Regions from separate parts of the Mus musculus genome. Here regions 2 and 3 are each linked to region 1. Evidence: chromatin contacts called from public promoter capture Hi-C data. All regions are on one chromosome and are shown on one strand. The core of a region is the stretch at or near the end of the contact, and the rest is flanking DNA. Distances in the headings are between cores, read along the strand shown. Region 1 holds the start of Glmp (glycosylated lysosomal membrane protein). Region 2 holds the start of Snapin (SNAP-associated protein). Region 3 holds the start of Chtop (chromatin target of PRMT1).

Evidence for each region. Promoter capture Hi-C pulls out the DNA fragments that hold promoters and counts their contacts.
Region 2: a contact with region 1 is called in a promoter capture Hi-C map of liver, with 2.5 times the contacts expected there. The contact joins the promoter of Snapin here to the promoter of Glmp in region 1. A contact is called at or near these places in 4 of 39 promoter capture datasets (erythroid cells, liver and pre-B cells) and 1 of 9 other capture datasets (liver).
Region 3: a contact with region 1 is called in a promoter capture Hi-C map of neutrophils, with 4 times the contacts expected there. The contact joins the promoter of Chtop here to the promoter of Glmp in region 1. A contact is called at or near these places in 2 of 39 promoter capture datasets (neutrophils and pre-B cells) and 1 of 9 other capture datasets (liver).

The regions. Positions count from the first base shown.
Region 1 is chr3:88,322,553-88,326,346 of GRCm38.p6, reverse strand. It overlaps Glmp (glycosylated lysosomal membrane protein), which reads right to left and starts at 1,324. Exons shown (of 6, transcript NM_020003.1): 1 at 1,146-1,324; 2 at 416-670; 3 at 35-232. The coding sequence starts at 1,265.
Region 2 is chr3:90,488,643-90,492,374 of GRCm38.p6, reverse strand. It overlaps Snapin (SNAP-associated protein), which reads left to right and starts at 1,362. Exons shown (of 4, transcript NM_133854.3): 1 at 1,362-1,543; 2 at 1,781-1,827; 3 at 2,103-2,221; 4 at 2,782-3,732. The coding sequence starts at 1,401. The coding sequence ends at 2,883.
Region 3 is chr3:90,507,082-90,510,974 of GRCm38.p6, reverse strand. Chtop (chromatin target of PRMT1) reads left to right here and starts at 1,477. Exons shown (of 6, transcript NM_001293776.1): 1 at 1,477-1,784; 2 at 3,349-3,430. The coding sequence starts at 3,366.

The DNA of each region.
Region 1 (3,794 bases), core at 75-2,574:
TCAGTCATTTCCAGTTCCTTCCCCATAGCCTCACCTTGAAGGTCAGGCTGCCATTGGCGAATGCTCCAGTAGGATCATCTACAGGGCGGCCTTGAAAATCGGCACTCAGGTTGGCAAGATCCAATGAGTTGGTGATATTGTTCCAGGAGAACTTGGCCAAGGAGTACGGAGGGTATGGCTTTCCTGGAGGCTGTGCCCCCTCGGACGCATTGGTGCTGTCAAACTCAAGCAGCTGGGGACAGGGTAGAGTGGAAGAGGCTTGCCTCCCTCTGGCTTTCTCTTGAATATCCCTCCCAGTCACCCCACCCAAAACTGCATTCACTTCACCCACCCTGGGCTAAACCCGTCCCTCGCCCTGGGGGTAGGATGGACTCTCTTCTTGTGATCTTCTCTCTGGGCTCCTTCAGACCCTCACCCTGGTGAAGACGAGAGCAGAAGAAAACTGTATGCTGCTCTTGGGGAGCACCATCAGGGCCCCAGCAGGATCGGGAGACAGCAGGAGACTCCAGTTGACACTCAGGACACTCTGAGTGGTGTTAGTGGCCACCAGCACCACAGCTGGAGGCCCCAGGCTGCTCCACACATAGTGCAGGGTGGAGTTGCTGCCCACTGCCCGAATATGAAGCAGGTTCTGTGGATTTGGCCAGCCGGAAATAACCTCCATAGATACCTGGAACACGGGGTAGTGGGGCGGAAGGAGCAAGATCAGGTATGCTCACAGGCAAAGCTGCAGCTTGTAGGTGGAGGACAGGACCTGGGCAATGCAAGGGCTCTTGAGGACCAGGCAAGAGGGAAATGTAGAAACTGAGGGGAACTTGGAATCAGGGGCAGATGTAGGGTTGAGAACATAGGGTGGATCCAGGATTACTCAGAGGGCTCAGAGCTAACAAGGCTTTTAAGTCCCCAAACTTGCCTGTTCCTGGGCTACAATGGCTGAGCCATGGCTCAGACATCGTCAGAAAGCAGGACGCAGTCATGCCTGACCCCTCCACAATTCTTCCAATCACTCGTGACTCCACACTGAGCTCTCTGGGTTGTTATCTCTCTTGCATCCACCTTCCACCCCTCTGTTGTCCCAGATTCCGGTCATCCTAGAAAGGTAGGATTTCCGGAAACATCTATAACTTCAGTTCCAGAGCCCTTACCTGGCGAGTCTCTTCTCCCTGCAGGCCAAATGGAGCTGAACACACAAGTAGACTCAAAAGGAGCCATGGGGTAGGGGCACAGGGGACCCAGCCCCAGTGAGGTCCCCAACAGCGAAACATACAGCCACAGCTAGTTAAACTCAGCGGAAGAGCCTCAGAGTCACATGACTCCTTTCCTGCTGATCCCTTTTGAGGGCGGGCCAACAAAGTTCTTAAAGGGGCCGCTTCTATTAACCCAGATCTGTTTAAGTTGGAATAGCCTCCCGAAAGCTCAAGGTGAACAGGTATTTTATCATCAACAGGTTGGCCTAGGCATCCTAGACTAGCTGTGCAAACATACTCCTACCTTACTGCAGACACCCTACCGGCCCCACCTACATCACCTCTGGTGAATAAACCCAGATTAAAATTTCCACACAATTTAACAGAGTAATTTGTATGTTACTGCTCTGTGCTAGAAAGATATAGAGAGGGCTGGAGAGATGGCTCAGTGGTTAAGAGCACTGACTGCTTTTCCGAAGGTCCTGAGTTCAAATCCCACCAACCACATGGTGGCTCACAACCATCCGTAATGAGACCTGACGTCCTCTTCTGGTGCAGCTAAAGACAGCTACAGTGTACTTAGATATAATAATAAAAAAAAATCTTCAAAACAAAAAAGGAAAGATATAGAGAGGAATTGGATATAAAAGAACCCTTGGGGGTCAGCAAGATGCCTCAGCATTTGCTCTAAACTGAACATGAGTTGGATATATATTCAGGACCAACGCGGTAGAAGGAGAAAAATAATTGCCAGAAGCTGTAACCTGATTTACACATGCATTCTGTGCATTGCTCACATAAAACAAGTGCAGTAAAATGTAAAAGAATGCCGGGCGGTGGTGGCGCACACCTTTGATCACAGCACTTGGGAGGCAGAGGCAGGCGGATTTCTGAGTTTGAGAAAAGTGAGTGCTAGGACACCAGGGTTACACAGAGAAACCCTGTCTTGAAAAAACAAAGACAAAAACACAAACAAAAAAAGTAAAAGAATAATAAAAGAATCCTTAGGTATGGTAGTCTCAGAAAACAGAACCAAACAGGAATGGAGGCTTGTTTCTACAAGGGGACCAAGACACCCTAATTCCAGCCAAGAGGTGAGAAGAGGAAGACCAGAAATTCAAGGTCTGGGGCATGAGATGTTCAGCAGGTAAATGCATTTCATTTATTAGATTACCAAGTAGGCAGGGACTGGCTGTCCAGGAACTCTTTATACATACCAGGCCGGCCTTGAACTATTAAAGATCCACCTGCCTGCCTCTACCTCCTCTGCTGGAATTAAAGGCATGAGCACCACAACCAGCCTGTTTTTCCTAAAATCTTAACATGTAAAGTATTTTGCCTGTATGTCTGTCTGTGTCTGGTGTCCTCAGAGACCAGAAGAGGATGTCAGATCCTCTGAGGCTGGAGTTACAGATGGCTGTGAGCTACCATGGAGATGATGGGAATCAAACCTTGGGTCCTCTGGAAGAAGTCAGTGCTCTTCATTACTGAGCATTTTCTCCATCTCCAACTTAAATCTGTTAGACTAATGCACAGTACAAATTTGAACCAGGTGTTCTGGCACAAGCCTTTAATCCTAGCTAACCAGGGCTACATAGAAGACCTTGTTAAAAAAAAAGAATCAGGATTACTTACATGATAATGTTAAGCAAGTGCTTTGACAGAGCTTATACACGCAACCTAGACACTAGGTTCTAACCTAGAGACAAGGGTCTCTGCATAGCCCAGCCCTGACTATTCGGAACTTGTTCTGTAGACCAGGCTGTCCTTTCAGAGATCTGCCTGCTGCTGCCTCCAGAGTGCTGGGATTACAGGCATGACTCCACCTAGGCCAGTTTTTGTTCTTTTTCTTTTTTTTTTTTTAGTATAGTTTATTCAGTGCATGGGGAGGGGAGTTAAGAGGGTAGTAGAGGCAGAGAAAGGCAGAGAGAGAGAAGTAGAGGCATCCATGACCACATGGAGGAAGGGGGTAAGGTAATGGGGAGAGAGGGGGAGCAAGAGGGCAGAGGCAAGAGAGAGGCAAGATTAAGAGCCAGTTTTTGTTCTTGAAACCAGGTTTTATATGTGACTCAGCCTTCTAATTGCTGGGATTACAAATTATTTTGTGAAGAACAAAGTGATAGGAATTGAGGAAAGAGAAACCAGTATATTATTAAACTTAAAAAGAAACCAGAAGATGGTATCCGATTCCTTGGAACTGTAAGGTACAGTGGGTGTTGGGAACTGAATATGGGTCCTTTGGAAGAGCACTGAGCTATCTCTGCAATACCCTGCAATACACACACACACACACTTGGAGACTGGGTTTCTCTGTGTAGTCCTGGAACTCTTTATCAATTTAGCCATGTGCTGAGATTAAAGGTATACACCAACATGCCTGGCTCTTACATGCTAGATCATATTCACCTCTGAGATTTATCAATTATATTCACCTGTTTGAGAACTCGTTTCCATATAATGGCAATTACTAAACTGAAATCATAGGTCCTATGGAAAAAAAATCCTATGTAGCCCTGGCTAGCCTGGACTAGGCTATATAGACCAGGCTAGGATCTGATATTTATGTGTGTATGCATGTGTGGGAGTAACTAAGGAGGCTAAAGAGGG
Region 2 (3,732 bases), core at 113-2,612, 2.2 Mb before region 1:
AAAGGACCCAGATGTAGCTGTCTCTTGTGAGACTATGCCGGGGCCTAGCAAACACAGAAGTGGATGCTCACAGTCAGCTAATGGATAGATCACAGGGCTCCCAATGGAGGAGCTAGAGAAAGTAGCCAAGGAGCTAAAGGGATCTGCAACCCTATAGGTGGAACAACATTATGAACTAACCAGTACCCCGGAGCTCTTGACTCTAGCTGCATATGTATCAAAAGATGGCCTAGTCGGCCATCACTGGAAAGAGAGGCCCATTGGACAAACAAACTTTATATGCCCCAGTACAGGGGAACGCCAGGGCCAAAAAGGGGGAGTGGGTGGGTAGGGGAGTGGGGGTGGGTGGCTATGGGGGACTTTTGGTATAGCATTGGAAATGTAAATGAGCTAAATACCTAATAAAAAATGGAAAAAAAAAAACAGAGCTTGTGAGCTCAAGGCTAGCCTTGGTAACACGGCAGGACTTTCTCTAACAAAAATAGCAAATCTTTAGAAATAAAACTCGAGGGCAGTGGTGGGATACACCTTTAATCCCAGCACTGGAGTTCAAGGGCAGCCAGAGTGAGTTCCAGGACAGCCAGGGCCACACAAAGAAATCCTGTCTGCAAGAAAGAGGGAGAGGGAGATAGATGGGGAGAGGGCAAAAAAAAAAAAAAAAAAAAAAAAAGAGGGAGTGGGAGAGAGGAAGAGAGAGAAAAGAAAGAACCCTTAACATGAATATTACATGGCTTTCTCATCAATTCCCATGGAGAAGGCTATGGACAATAGCACTTAGATGGCTCAGCGGTTAGGAGTACTAACTGCTCCTGAGTTCAAAACACAGCAACCTTCAAATCCCAACAACCACATGGTGGCTCACAACCAGCTGTAATGAGATCTGATGCCCTCTTCTGGCGAGTCTGAAGACAGCTACAATGTACTTACATATGATAAATCTTTTTTAAAAAGGAAAGAAGGAAGAGGAAGAAGAGGAAGAAGAAGTAGAAGAGGAGGAGGAGGAGGAAAGAGAGAGAGAAAGGAAAGAAAGAAAGGAAGGAAGGAAGGAAGGAAGGAAGAAAGAAAAGAAAGAAAGAAAGAAAGAAAGAAAGAAAGAAAGAAAGAAAGAAAGAAAGAAAGAAAGAAAGAAAGAAAGAAAGAAAGAAAGAAAGAAAAGATCAGCCTGGTTTACATAGTTACAGGGCAATCTATCTCCAGAAGTCTAGATCCGCCCCCTACAGGCCCATGGAAGAAGAGGCTCTGGTCCCGGCCCGCTTGCCGGGGCTCACTGAGGACTCCATTTCCCAGCTATCCCACTGCCGTCTGGGCTGTATATCTAAGCGCCCTCTCGCGGTGCACAGCGGCGGTCTGGAGTTCCCGGCGACCCTCGCGGCAGGCTGAGGGCGTCAGGGCAGTTCGCGATGGCCGCGGCTGGTTCCGCTGCTGTGTCAGGGGCCGGGACCCCAGTGGCGGGGCCCACAGGCCGCGACCTCTTTGCCGAGGGGCTCCTGGAGTTCCTGCGACCCGCGGTGCAGCAGCTCGACTCTCACGTGCACGCGGTCAGGTGCAGGACCGGGTTGCTGGGGGCGGGGCCTAGGGAACTGGCTTTGTAGGGGCGGGGCCCCGAAGAAATACTAGATACATTCTTGAGACACTGATGTTGAGACTGGGTAAATAGGCGGAAGGGCCTGGGTGAGGCCTTGAAGTTGAGGTTGGCTTGTCTCAGTATTTGGGGAATAAGTAGAATTCGTTTCCCGCGTCCCAGTCACTGACCGTTGTAGACTTTTGTACCACTTTGCAGAGAAAGCCAAGTAGAGCTCCGGGAACAAATTGACAACCTAGCTACAGGTGAGTGAGCAGCCAGGATACCTAGAATCCCTGATCTCACTTTCGGGAACTTTGTTTCCCCAGGTTTTAGGCTAAGTTTCTGTCACTTGCTTCTCAATATCAGAACTACCCAAGGACTCCAATTTCTGGGGATATTTTAGGACAGAATGGAAGAAGGGAAGGTGTCTGTGGCCCACACAAGACTGCAAGAGTATTTTTCATCCCATTCCTCTCTTCCATTCCCTAAGAACAAAAAATGAGCCATTAGATGTTGGTTGCCCATTTCCTCTTCCCAGAACTGTGCCGGATCAATGAGGATCAGAAAGTGGCCCTGGATCTGGACCCCTATGTTAAGAAGCTGCTTAATGCCAGGCGACGAGTTGTCTTGGTCAACAATATTTTACAGAATGCACAGGTAAAATAATAAAATAGTAATAATAATAATAATCCCAGCAGTGCATGGTGGTACATGCTGTAGTTTCAGCATTTGGTAGGCTAAGGCAAGAAGGATGGCTTGAACTTTGAGCAGAGCCTGGACTATCAAATCAGCTAGGGCTACATAGCATGACCCTCTTTCAAAAAAATTTCTTCTTGTTTATCCTGCTTTATGTCTTCAACACTGTGAAGCAACTATGGGGGAAAAGAGTGGTGTTAACTAATCTGATAATAAAGGCCCATATTCCCCTCACCCCATTACTAGGCCTCAAACTAGACAAGTGCCAATTCTTAACTTCTAATTCTTAACTTCTAGTGGCTGTCATTTACAAGTCCATTTTAACGTAAAGGGCTGGCTTGAAAAGAGCCAAAGCCAGCTGGACATATAAGCAGGCAAATTTCTGAGTTTGAGGCCATCCTGGTCTACAGAGCAAGTTCCAGGGCTACACAGAGAAAAAACAGTCTGGGGACAGGGGCAGAGGGGACTCAGTTAAAACCTTTTACAGCAGTCATTAGATTCCCCATCTTCCTGTCTTACAGGAACGACTAAGGCGGTTAAACCACAGCGTGGCCAAGGAAACAGCTCGCAGGAGAGCTATGCTGGATTCAGGAGTTTACCCTCCTGGTTCTCCAAGCAAATAAGCACGGGCCCGTGACCTGAGTATACAAGTACAATTCTCCAACGGCTTTGTCTGGTAGACACGAGAAGATTCCAGGAAAGTCTCTGTAGACCTTTGATTTTTTTTGCACTATGTACTCATTCATGTAGCCGCCTCAAGAAACATGCGTACGGCAGGACTATTTCCTAAAGAACCTCCATCACAGCTTGTCCATCCAAGAAAGAGCCTCTACCTTTTGGGTTTTGTTAATCTTGAGACAAGATCTCAGTATGTAGTCCCGGCTGGCCTCAAACATGTCCTCTTGCCTTAGCCTCCTGAATGCTGGGATTATAATAGGCATGTGTCAGAGTGCCGGGCTCAAGCCTCTATATATTTCCCCCAAAGAATACTAAGTAAATTAGGCATCGTGTGGTAGAAAATTGAGAAAACACCAGATTTAGTGAGAAAGTATACTCCTATTTCTCCCCCTCTGCTTCACCACAGTTCCTCTCAGAAGGTAATAACCTTTCCAGGATCATCTTACACTCTATAATGTTTAGGTTAACTCCTATTAACAAGTTTCGCAACTGTTGCCTTCATTGCTACCCAAGGAGAGCATGCCAGATAGCGAGGATCCAAGGTCAAGGCAGAGCCTTGACAGCTAAGAGTCCTAAGCTTTTGCGATTTTTTTTTTTGTTTAGACTACATATTTTAAGGGCTAGAGGGATGGCTCAATGGTTAAGAACACTGGTGATTCTTCCAGATGGCGTCCAGTGCTTAGCGCCCACATGGTGACTCACAGCAGCCTCTAACTCCAGCTCCAGGGGAACCCAATGCCCTTGTCTGGCCTTTTGGCCCAGCACACACACACATATGATGCAGATATATATGC
Region 3 (3,893 bases), core at 228-2,727, 2.2 Mb before region 1:
CACCTTATCTTGTCAAGTTTACATTAGTTCCTTATTTAAGGAACACTCAAAACCCAGAAATGTAGGGGTCCGAAAATTTTAGCTGGAATCCAAGTGTCATTGGCTTCTCAAGGATTTGTATGAGTAATTGGTAATACCAGGACTTGAAGGATGAGGCAGGAAGATTTTGAGTTCCAAGCCAGCCCATACTACATAGCCAGAAACAGAAATAAACAAGCCATCAAAAAATGTGGGGCTGGTGAGATGGCTGAGTGGGTAAGAGTACCTGACTGCTCTTCCAAAGGTCCGGAGTTCAAATCCCAGCAACCACATGGTGGCTCACAACCATCCGTAACGAGATCTGGTGCCCTCTTCTAGTGTGTCTGAAGACATCTACAGTGTACTTACATATAATAAATAAATAAATCTTTTTTAAAAAATCTGAAGAAAGCTAGAAATGGTGGCACGTACCATAGTTAACACCAGCTCAGCACCTGGGACGTAAAAGGCAGGAGGATCTCTGTGAGTCCAAGCCCAGCCTGGTCTGTATAGAGAATTCTAGAACAGCCAGAACTACATTATAGAGACTCTGTCTCAAAAAAACTACCAGAGGCAGTGGTGACACACGCCTTTAATCCCAGCACTCGGGAGGCAGAGGCAGGCAGATTTCTGAGTTCAAGGCCAGCCTGGTCAACAGAGTGAGTTCCAGGACATCCAAGGCTACACAGAGAAACCCTGTCTCGGAAAAAAAAAAAAAAAAAAAAACAACAACAAAAAAACAAAACCAGAAAACAAAACCAAAAAACTACTAGAAGAACTTTTTCCCAAGCTTCATTCAGTGTTTATTGATGCCTCATCATTGCTAGACATTATGTAAGAACTAGGGATACATAAGTGGGGATACAGATTTGCTTTATTGGATTACTTGAGGTAAAAAGACCCACCCTAAAACTAGCCACATCTTCTAGAGGCAGTCCCTATAAAAGGATGTAGATGAGTCCAGTGTGGGTCTTAAATCCCAGTACTGGGAGGGGCGGGGTTAGGGGGGGTCAGGAGGTGGATCTTTGTGAGTTCGAAGCCAGTCTGGTCTACACAAAGGAAGCCTGCCTCAAAAAGAAACAGAAACTCTACAAATAGGTTTGAGGGCCTGAGCAAATTAGCCAGGTCTCAAGGTCCTAATAAAGACTTTTTACAGTTGTCTTTAGCTTGGGAATGGGAAATAAAAGGATACAAACACTGTTGCCAATCTAAGCTGCTATTTGCAAGCCAAAAATCCCACCAAAGTGGGGCATAAACTTGTCCAGAAGGTAGTCTAGAGGTACTTAGCGATTACGGCCACTGGCCACGCCCCCGAAGGCGGAGCACTACACGTAACTTAAGGGATCTTTGCCAAAGTCAGTGGGGATTCGCTGCGATTCTTGCGCTAGGCCAAAGGACCATGTTGCCACGCCCCTAGTTGCGCGCGCACTGACGCAAGCCCGTCGGCGCCATTTTAGCCGGTCACGCTGCACTGGTGGGCCCGGCGGCCATTTTGTTTTGGACACCAAGCGGGAGTTGGCGGCGCCGGCTCTGGGGGCCCAGACGAAAGGCAGGAAAGGGCAGGCTTGACGAGCGGGAGGATCGGTCAGCTAGATACTCAACCCACAACGAGGAAGCCTCACATCCTACCGTTTAAGCATCTAAGCCAACCGCCCAGCTAGTTAACCCGAGCGGCCCGCCGTCAGCTCAGGTTAGGCCGGCCTCCGGGCCGCCCGCCGCAGCCGTGGTGGCAACCCCGGGAGGAGCGCTGGCGTCCATCTCCTTCGGTGAGTTTCTGTGGAGAGGGCAGAGGTGGAGGGGCGCGGGGTCCGGGGCCCGGTGGCGTGGGTGGCAGGTGTGGACCGGGCTGAGGTGCGCAGAGGCCGGGGAGGGGGCGGAGCCGGGAGGCGGAGGCTAAGCCGGAACCGCGGCCAGCGAGCTGGGCCGCTAGCCGTGCGGGTGCTGCTTGTGGTTGGCGTGTCTGGTGCAGGTGCTGGTGCTGGTGGTGCTGGTCGTAGTGGTTTGGCCTCAAATCCAGTGTCTTGCTTACCTAGATAAGCGTCCTCCATCGGAGCCAAAGCCTCGCCCCAGAATAGCGTTTGATGGGGATAACCACGGAAATAGTCGCCTGATCAAAGTTGGAGTCCTGAGAGGCTTCGAGGTGGAGGTCAAATGAGGAGTACAGGAATTAGCGGCGGCTCTGGGTGTTCGATTTTGATTCTTTTTTTTTTTTTTTTTTTTTTTTTTGCGGCACCGAAGTTGAACCCAAAATCGTACTTTGGCTAAACTAGCGCCCCGAGTTAACATCTCCAGCTTTAAAAATAATAATAATCTTAGTTTGAAACAGGGTCTGTCAAATCACCCGGGCTCGCCTTGAGCTTGTGACCCCCTTGCCTCAGCCCCTCCCCAGTATATGCCACTACAGTTAAAATATTGTGGTGTGCTCTTAACAGAGCTCTCAGATTGAATACCCATTTAGAAAACCTCTTCTGTCTTTCCCCTGCCATGTCTAACTAGAGCTCCACCTGCATTTGGAGTTGAGAATCGATTTTGAAACTAGGCTTTTCTTTTTATTTTGGGTGTATGAGAGTCCGGTCCTCACAGTGTGACAATGTAACCCGTTACAGCCTCAGACTGTTACACCACTCCCCTGTTGCTGCTGGGAATTGAACTTCCCAGGGCTTCATCAGTGCTAAACAAGCACTCTACTGAGGAGCTATATTCCCAGCTCCTCCATTTCTCTAGATCCATGACCCTCAACTTTCTATAGACATGTAAGATGTACCTGGGTAGCACCCCCAATCCCAGTTGCTGTACCCCATCCTCATGGCCAGATTGTACTTTAATTGGTCTGGATCCAGGCATCAAGAATTTAGTTTAGTTTGGGAGGGACTTTTTCTTTTTTTTTTTTTTTTCAAACATTCCTCAGCTAAGTCACATACAGTCCAGGCTGAGAAGAACTATTGAAAGCCAAACTCCTAGGCTTTGGCTACATCTCATTCTGCTATTTTGGAGACTTTGGCAGATGTTCTCCATCCTGGAGCTTTGAAATTTTTATAACTATTGTATGGACGTAAGCCCCCACCTCACAGGGTTTCTCTTAGGTAGCCGTGGCTGTCCTGGAACTTGCTATGTAGACCTGGCTAGCCTCGAACTCAAAGGGAGCCACCTACCTCTGCTTCAGGAATGCTGTGACTAAAAGTGCACCACCACCACCACCTGGCAAACTTAAGATCTCATGATACCATCTTCAGAGTTAAAAATATAGGCCTTTAACAGATTTATGCCTTGCTTCTTGTGAAAATGCAAGCTTCATTATTTTGATTGACTCATGCATATTGTCCTTTGTAGATTCTCGGGATTTGAAGATGGCTGCACAGTCAGCGCCGAAAGTTGTGCTAAAAAGCACCACCAAGATGTCTCTAAATGAGCGGTGAGGCAGCCAACAGCAACTTCAGCTCCTTCCTAAGAAAACATTACTTAAATTGACCCTGGGGTCCAATACAAAAAAAGCCAGTTGTAAGCTAAATGACAGAAGGCTACAGACCTCTGTTCTTAATTGCATCTAATGTGGTACAAAACAAATTGGGCAGTTGTTTCAAAACCCCTTATCAGTAGATTTTTATATTAAGCTATCTGAAATATTTACCTGGTGGGATATATTTTTTAAAAGACTCCTCACACCCTCCCTTCAATTTTTTTTCCTAACATTGATACAGGGGTGGTGCAGCATGATGGTATGGTATATCCTGGCTGCAAGAGGCTTGCTGCCTAGTCCGAGGCCAGCAGTGTTGTGTCTGGCCTGTAAGAGGCAGGTAGCAAGCCGAGACTATGTCCAAAGGCCCCTGAATGGCATTCTTGGGCCTTGTAAGAGGCACTTGCTTTGCTCCATTTCA